2 separate regions of the Zea mays genome follow, and region 1 is linked to region 2. The links are chromatin contacts, called in public Hi-C maps. All regions are on one chromosome and are shown on one strand. Each heading gives the region's core, a stretch centred on a gene start, on an enhancer-like site or on the middle of the called end of the contact. The rest is flanking DNA. Distances are from core to core; before and after follow the strand shown.

Evidence for each region. Hi-C and Micro-C count contacts between places; a contact is called where the count stands out from the background.
Region 1: a contact with region 2 is called in a Hi-C map of tassel, with 3 times the contacts expected there. The contact joins the promoter of LOC541998 here to the enhancer-like site in region 2. A contact is called at or near these places in 2 of 25 Hi-C or Micro-C datasets (leaf and tassel).

The regions. Positions count from the first base shown.
Region 1 is chr1:121,467,994-121,471,353 of Zm-B73-REFERENCE-NAM-5.0, reverse strand. It overlaps LOC541998 (auxin import carrier 1), which reads left to right and starts at 1,587. Exons shown (of 3, transcript NM_001111647.2): 1 at 1,587-2,486; 2 at 3,163-3,360. The coding sequence starts at 1,630.
Region 2 is chr1:120,943,038-120,946,373 of Zm-B73-REFERENCE-NAM-5.0, reverse strand. No RefSeq gene overlaps it. Among protein-coding and RNA genes, the nearest start is that of LOC100284037, 71 kb to the left of the region's middle. Within about 2 kb of position 1,438, at least 20 of the 20 cell types and tissues checked have an H3K27ac peak or open chromatin away from gene starts, as enhancers often do. A contact at or near this core is called in leaf and tassel, where this site is marked.

The sequences.
Region 1 (3,360 bases), core at 338-2,837, 520 kb before region 2:
GAGGAGTAAATAATGATGACGACAAATTCTAACTATGGTCACTAATATATACCACGAGGGCTCTGTCCCCCACACCCCCTGCGTGCAGGGCTACATGTGCTTACGCTCCTGCCCAAGCCTCCCTGCGATGGGCCTCCGCTCCGCTCGCCAACACGACCTCCATATGCAAAATTTAGATCACAAACTCAACAATCTCTACCTTGAGACAAATTCCATCTTGTAGCCATAACATATAATCAACTTTCTGAATAATAGAAGAAACAAACTGCTGGTGCCAACATAGCCACTAGGGCTAAGCAATTATACCAATTAAGTTCGAGCAAAGCTCAAACTTAACCCCAGAAACATGTTTAGTCATCATGGAAGCTAGATTGAAGTGTGTATTGATCATGTATACCCTTAATTTACCTTCCGTAACTATTTTCCGGATATAATGATACTTAATATCAATGTGTTTTGTCCTCGTTTGAAACATTTGATCCTTTGTAAGATAAATAACACTCTGACTGTCAGACCAATGTAAATAATGATGACGGCCTAAGCCTCCCGTCGATGGGCCTCCACTTCTCTCGACAACGTGAGTTCCATATGCAGAATTTAGATTACAAACTCAACAATTGATATCCAATTAAGTCACACTAGGATACTAACATATATAAATAAATCTGGGAGCCGAGGTCAGCAATAGTGAGTTGCTAAAGACAAGAGGGGATGGGAGACGGCGATGAGAATATGGGTTGCGTTGGAGGTGAGCAGAATTTTAGGCTGGCGCCGGCTACATTTGATAACAAAAGAAAAAAAAGAATGGAAGCTTGATCTAGCTTGTGTAGAATAATGCAATAATGCAAGGATTATTTGCACGTGCCCCACAACATAATTATATATACAGAGAAAAGAAACATTTTTCAATATAACATATATTCTTGTTTCAAGTTGTGTTCTTCCATCCAAAATATGTAAATGGTATATGTGATAAAAACATGCAAGGGACGATGTGAGGAGAAGATCCAAGCCATGGAACACGCATCCAACGGACAAACACGTTCAGTTGGATCTTTTAGAGACATCACTCGAGTGATGCACATACTTTCCCGGCCCCAAAAGAAAAAAAAAGGTGATGTGCATGCATACATGCATTGCCCCCGGCCCACTTAGGGCTTGTTCGGTTATTTCCAATCCATACGGATTAGAGGGGATTGATACGGATTGGAGGGGATTTTGACTTACTGGAGATTGAAACCCCCTCAATCCCCCTCAATCCATATGGATTGGGGTAGAACCGAACAAGCCCTTATAATGTGTCCAGGCAGAACACTTTCTTCGTATGCTCTAGCAATGCACGCTGCTCCGTCCTTGCTTTCCACGGGATTTTTCACCACGTCTTTTGATCACCCGCTCCTTTCGTTTGCTTTCTTGAACCCAAATAGGATCGAGTAATACTATATATTAATGATAAAATAAAGAGAGGCGGGTAGCAGCCACGTACAGTACAGCCCCAGCCCCAGAGGCCCCGCGGCCCGGCATGAAAAGAAAGGACGCTGGGTTTCTTTATGCCCCAGCTGCTGGAGTGCTGTCTCCCCCCCGGGACATCGCCTCTCCATATATACGACACCCCCGCTCCCCCCTGCAATGCACACAACACCAGTAAGCAAGCACCGCCAGCACGCACAAGCAGGCAAAGCTCTCGACCATCGCTCTGAGGGATTAATGGCGGCGGGAGGAGGAGGCGGCGGCATCGCCGACGAGAAGGCCCCTGCTGCTGAGGCGTTCGGCGGGCACCTGGAGGCGGCGGAGATGACGGAGGCGGAGGAGGAACACAGCGGCGTCAAGTCCCGGCTGTCGGGTCTGCTGTGGCACGGCGGGTCGGCGTACGACGCGTGGTTCAGCTGCGCGTCGAACCAGGTGGCGCAGGTGCTGCTGACGCTGCCCTACTCGTTCGCGCAGCTGGGGATGCTGAGCGGCGTGCTGTTCCAGCTCTTCTACGGCCTGCTGGGCAGCTGGACGGCGTACCTGATCAGCATCCTGTACCTGGAGTACCGCACCCGTCGGGAGCGCGAGAAGGCCGCGGACTTCCGGAACCACGTGATCCAGTGGTTCGAGGTGCTGGACGGGCTGCTGGGCCGGCACTGGCGCAACGCCGGGCTGGCCTTCAACTGCACCTTCCTCCTCTTCGGCTCCGTCATCCAGCTCATCGGCTGCGCCAGCAACATCTACTACGTCAACGACCGGCTGGACAAGCGGACGTGGACCTACGTCTTCGGCGCCTGCTGCGCCACCACCGTCTTCATCCCCTCCTTCCACAACTACCGCGTCTGGTCCTTCCTGGGCCTCGTCATGACCACCTACACCGCCTGGTACATGGCCGTCGCCTCGCTCGTCCACGGACAGGTCGAGGGCGTCCAGCATTCGGGGCCCACAAGGATCGTACTCTACTTCACCGGGGCGACCAACATACTCTACACGTTCGGGGGACACGCGGTCACAGTGTGAGTATATCTCTGTCCTGTTAGCCTAATTAATCGCATCATTAGTTTATCAGTCTGTCCCTTGATTACTCCTAATCGGCTAGTAGTAGTAGTAGTTAATTAACAGTAAAAAGGCACAGTAGCTCATATGCATGCGCGTGCGACGTGCGTGCGCGCACGCTACACGGCTGCACGCTCTGCCCTCGCGGCTCGGCACATGCATGCTGCTTGGGAATGATGCGGGCCCCATGTGTTTTTCTTGGGGACCACTGACATGCATATATATGGGGGGGATTAAATAAATGGCCATGACGGCGACAAAGATAAAAGAGAGCAGAGCAGTGTCGGTCTTGCTGCCGCTCTCAGTTCTAACTTCTCATCGCCGGCAAGTGCTAGTGCTAATGCTACTACTAGGTGCGTGGTGTAGTAGCTTAAAGGACATACAGACCCTCCCACAACGCAACAAGGACACGACCGTTGCATGTACTGTACGTATAATACATGAGGTACATGGGTCCCCCTGTTCGGCTGTTCACTTCCGTCCATCGGTCATATGGAGGGAGACCCATGCACAGCACAGATGCATGCATGCATGCATGCCACCGACACATGGGTCCCAGCCTGCCACGAGGCACCATGACTCGTTGCTTCCGTTGTTGTGTGCGCTTCTTTTTGACGTTGATACATACATATGTAGGGAGATCATGCACGCGATGTGGCGTCCTCAGAAGTTCAAGGCCATCTACCTGCTGGCGACGCTGTACGTGCTGACGCTGACCCTCCCTTCCGCCGCCGCCTCCTACTGGGCGTTCGGCGACGAGCTGCTGACGCACTCCAACGCGCTGGCGCTGCTCCCGCGGACGCCCTTCCGCGACGCCGCCGTGGTGCTCATGCT
Region 2 (3,336 bases), core at 189-2,688:
TATGAGGCTCGTTCTTCCGTGAGGTACGATAACTTGATTGAGTGGAGACCTTGACGTTGATGATCCAAGTCTCCAAGTGAACGGCTCCTCGCAATCACTACAACACAACTCCATTGGTTATCACCCGTGACACACGAGTGACCTCGCCACGAAGGTTTATCCTTGCAAGCACAATCAAGAATATAAGCAAGAACAGGAAGAACGCAACCAAAACTGTGTTGATTACGAGATGGGGTCTCATAAGCCGATGGCGGCGATATTGTTTGATGACAGAATAATTTAAGCAAAACCCACCCTAATGTGGTGGTGGCTGTTTAAAAAATAAACCATTAGGGCGTGCATGACCCCTGGTCTCGCCCCTAATGGGCTCCGACGCGATACATGGTCCAACGGCCCAAAAGACGGTGTCGCGGCACCAAAACAGAATCTAAACGCTGAATCGTTTCGACGATTCCTGTTGACTCCGGATGAATTTTAAGGTGGGACTAGTTGGGTTGGTTAGATAATCTCTTTATCTTTCCAACCATATCAAGTCCGTCACAATCAAAGTCCGGATGCGTCCTGGGCATCCATTTTAGTACATACTGGTCCTAAAACCTGAGATGAAGTCGCAGCCGAGTCGGAGTTGATCTCCTTCCTGTTGTGGACGCCCTTGCTACTCCTCGTCAACACCTTGGCCTTTCCCAAGTCCTTAATGGTCCTCTCCATAGCTCATAATCATCAAAACATATATATCCCCAAGCGTAAGCTCTGAAATACAATTGACTAGAGTAGAACGTATCTGGAGATTTAGCTGTCGTACACACGATCGTGTTATCCATCCATGCATTGTATGTATAGAAGTGATGTCCTCGTCAAATGACTTCAAGAGAGGTCATCTATGCAAGAGTTGATCCATCAACACTTATTGCGTGCACAGGCCCGTATGAATCATCATGCTGCTCAAAGCTCTCCTTCCAGCTTGGTGATTGGGTGTATCCGAAACTTCAACCATATGTGCAGTCTTCTAATACCGCTCGCGCCCATCAGAAGCTCAGTTTCCGGTACTTTGGAGCTTACCAGATGGTCGGCCGTGTGTGTGAAGTTGCCTACCGTTTGCAGCTTCCAGCATCCTCTCGTATTCATCCTGTTATCCATGTGTCTCAGCTTAAGCCACTGGCTTCAAAGGCACTGCATTTTCATCACTTCCTGATTCACTGCCAGACTCCAGTGTTCCTATGCAGGTGCTGCAGACCCGTGAAGTGACCAAAGGCAACCAACCGCCAAGTCCAGCAAGCGCTGGTGTCATGGTCCGGCGGCCTTCCACCAGAGCTGGCTACCTGCGAAGATCGCGTTGCTCCTCACAACGTTTTCCACTCGCGACAACCAGAGCATGCCGGACGCGGAACGGTTGCTGCAGGAGCGGCCCAACTCTCCTCGCGTCCGCAACAAGCGCGCTCACCGCCCCAACCCACGTGCCGGTGGACCCGAGTGGGTGTAACCGTGTCGGTGTGCGTGTGTGTTTGCTGCCGGGTTGGGAAGATGGAAGTAGTAGATAAACCCTGCCTTGGCGTGGAGCAAGGATATCTGTAATCAGAATATTGCAACTTCTATCCCTGTGTTCTTGCGTCTTCCCCAATTCCTACTACGATGCGTTGACAAATTCTAAGGATCTTGTGCGTACAAGAATTGAATTGATAAAAACGCGATAGAAGATAACGCGGCGATGAGCCCATCATTATTTGGTGGCGCCAGTGCCAGACCGACAGCATCTTTCTTTTTCACTCACGTCTTTCTTTCCTCGGCCTACGTGCTACTGCTATGTATGGCCTTGCTTGCTTTCTCGGAGTGGGCCATCGCGCGGGGGGCCTGAATTGATGCTGCCATCACGCAGATCTTGACCACGCGGGCTGGTACTGGCACTGGTACTGGTACTGACATGCAGGCCCACCGGCCGACGTGCTCTCCTTTCGGTTTTTTTTTTTGGCATTTATCAATTCCATATACACACTACACTGGCTATTGCTTCTCAAATCTTGTCGCCTGGCCGACTTGGAATGAAGCAAAGCAAGCCCTCTCTGTATCTTCGGCTGGGTTAACAAGCAAGACGGGAGTTTATTGATAGGTACACAGTGCACACGTACAACAACCGAATTGAACGAACCGAACGGAGCGGGCAGCCGAATCCGAGCGGGTCAGGGCGTGAGCAGTGCAGTGCAGTGAAGGGACGCATCGCACTGACGCATGCTGCCATATGCCAGCGCAGTGCAAGTACAGCTTCGGTGTTCCGTCGGTGTCGGTCGCTGGGCTTGTGCAGCCTGCCTGCCTCGGCTGCCAACAACCACAACGCGTGCATCGCGCGTGTTCCAAGGTTGGTGCCGTTAAGAAACCAGTTTAGGTCCGAAGGCTCATGTGGCCTATTTAGCTAAAACTTTAATTTTGTACTATATATAGAGGAGGACACTACCATTTGTTGTAACCAGTGAACAGATTATATAAATAAGAATCTCAGTTCCTCTCATATCTTTATGTCTTCTATGTTTATGAGTTAAGGAGCCTTTGAACTATACTCAGTAGCAAAGGGTTCTTAACATGTTATCAGCATGATTGCTCTTGTGATCTAGGAGTTCACAAAGCAAAGGTGAGTTGATTAAGTTCACTTGCAATAAGAAGTTTCTGTAATTTTTTAGCCCTTCTCTTCCTTCGGATATAAACACATATGCAAGGAAAAGCATCTCTAGAGCAGATTTTATCGCCGGCTTGAAGCTGCGAGATGCCAAACACCACAGCAAAGCGTGCGGACGCGGCACCACTGCGCAGCCACGCAGGCGAGCGCCACCTCGATCGTGCACGCGGACGGTCGACGCGGCTGCCAAGTGCGCGAGAGCACCGCCACGAGTCGAGCGCGCAGACGAGCGCCGCCGCGACCGAGCGCGCAGGCATGCACCATCACGGCCAAGAACGCGTGCGTATAAGTAAAGGGAAGATGAATGTGGCATAGGCGGGCACCACGGCAGGAAGGTCGCGCCTGCACTATGCGAGAGCGGGCGCCACCGCTGCGCCACCACCACGGTGGTGGCCAGGCAGGCGATCGGGTGTCGTCGCCGTAACGCTGCCATGGCCAGGCGGGCGAACAGGCGTGACCGCCGCTCCCAGCCACGAGCGCGTGAGCTGCGTGCGTAGCAGAAGAGCCGCTGCTCCGATTCGCAAACAGAAGAAAGAAGAGATTGGAGCGAAGAAGAAATAAAAAAATAAAGGGGAGGAGAATTTGGAGCGGCGGCCAACACCAGAAAACCCTAATAGGGTCCTCTCGTGCGTACGTAATTGGGCCCTTTTATGGACTAGGCCGTGCAAAAG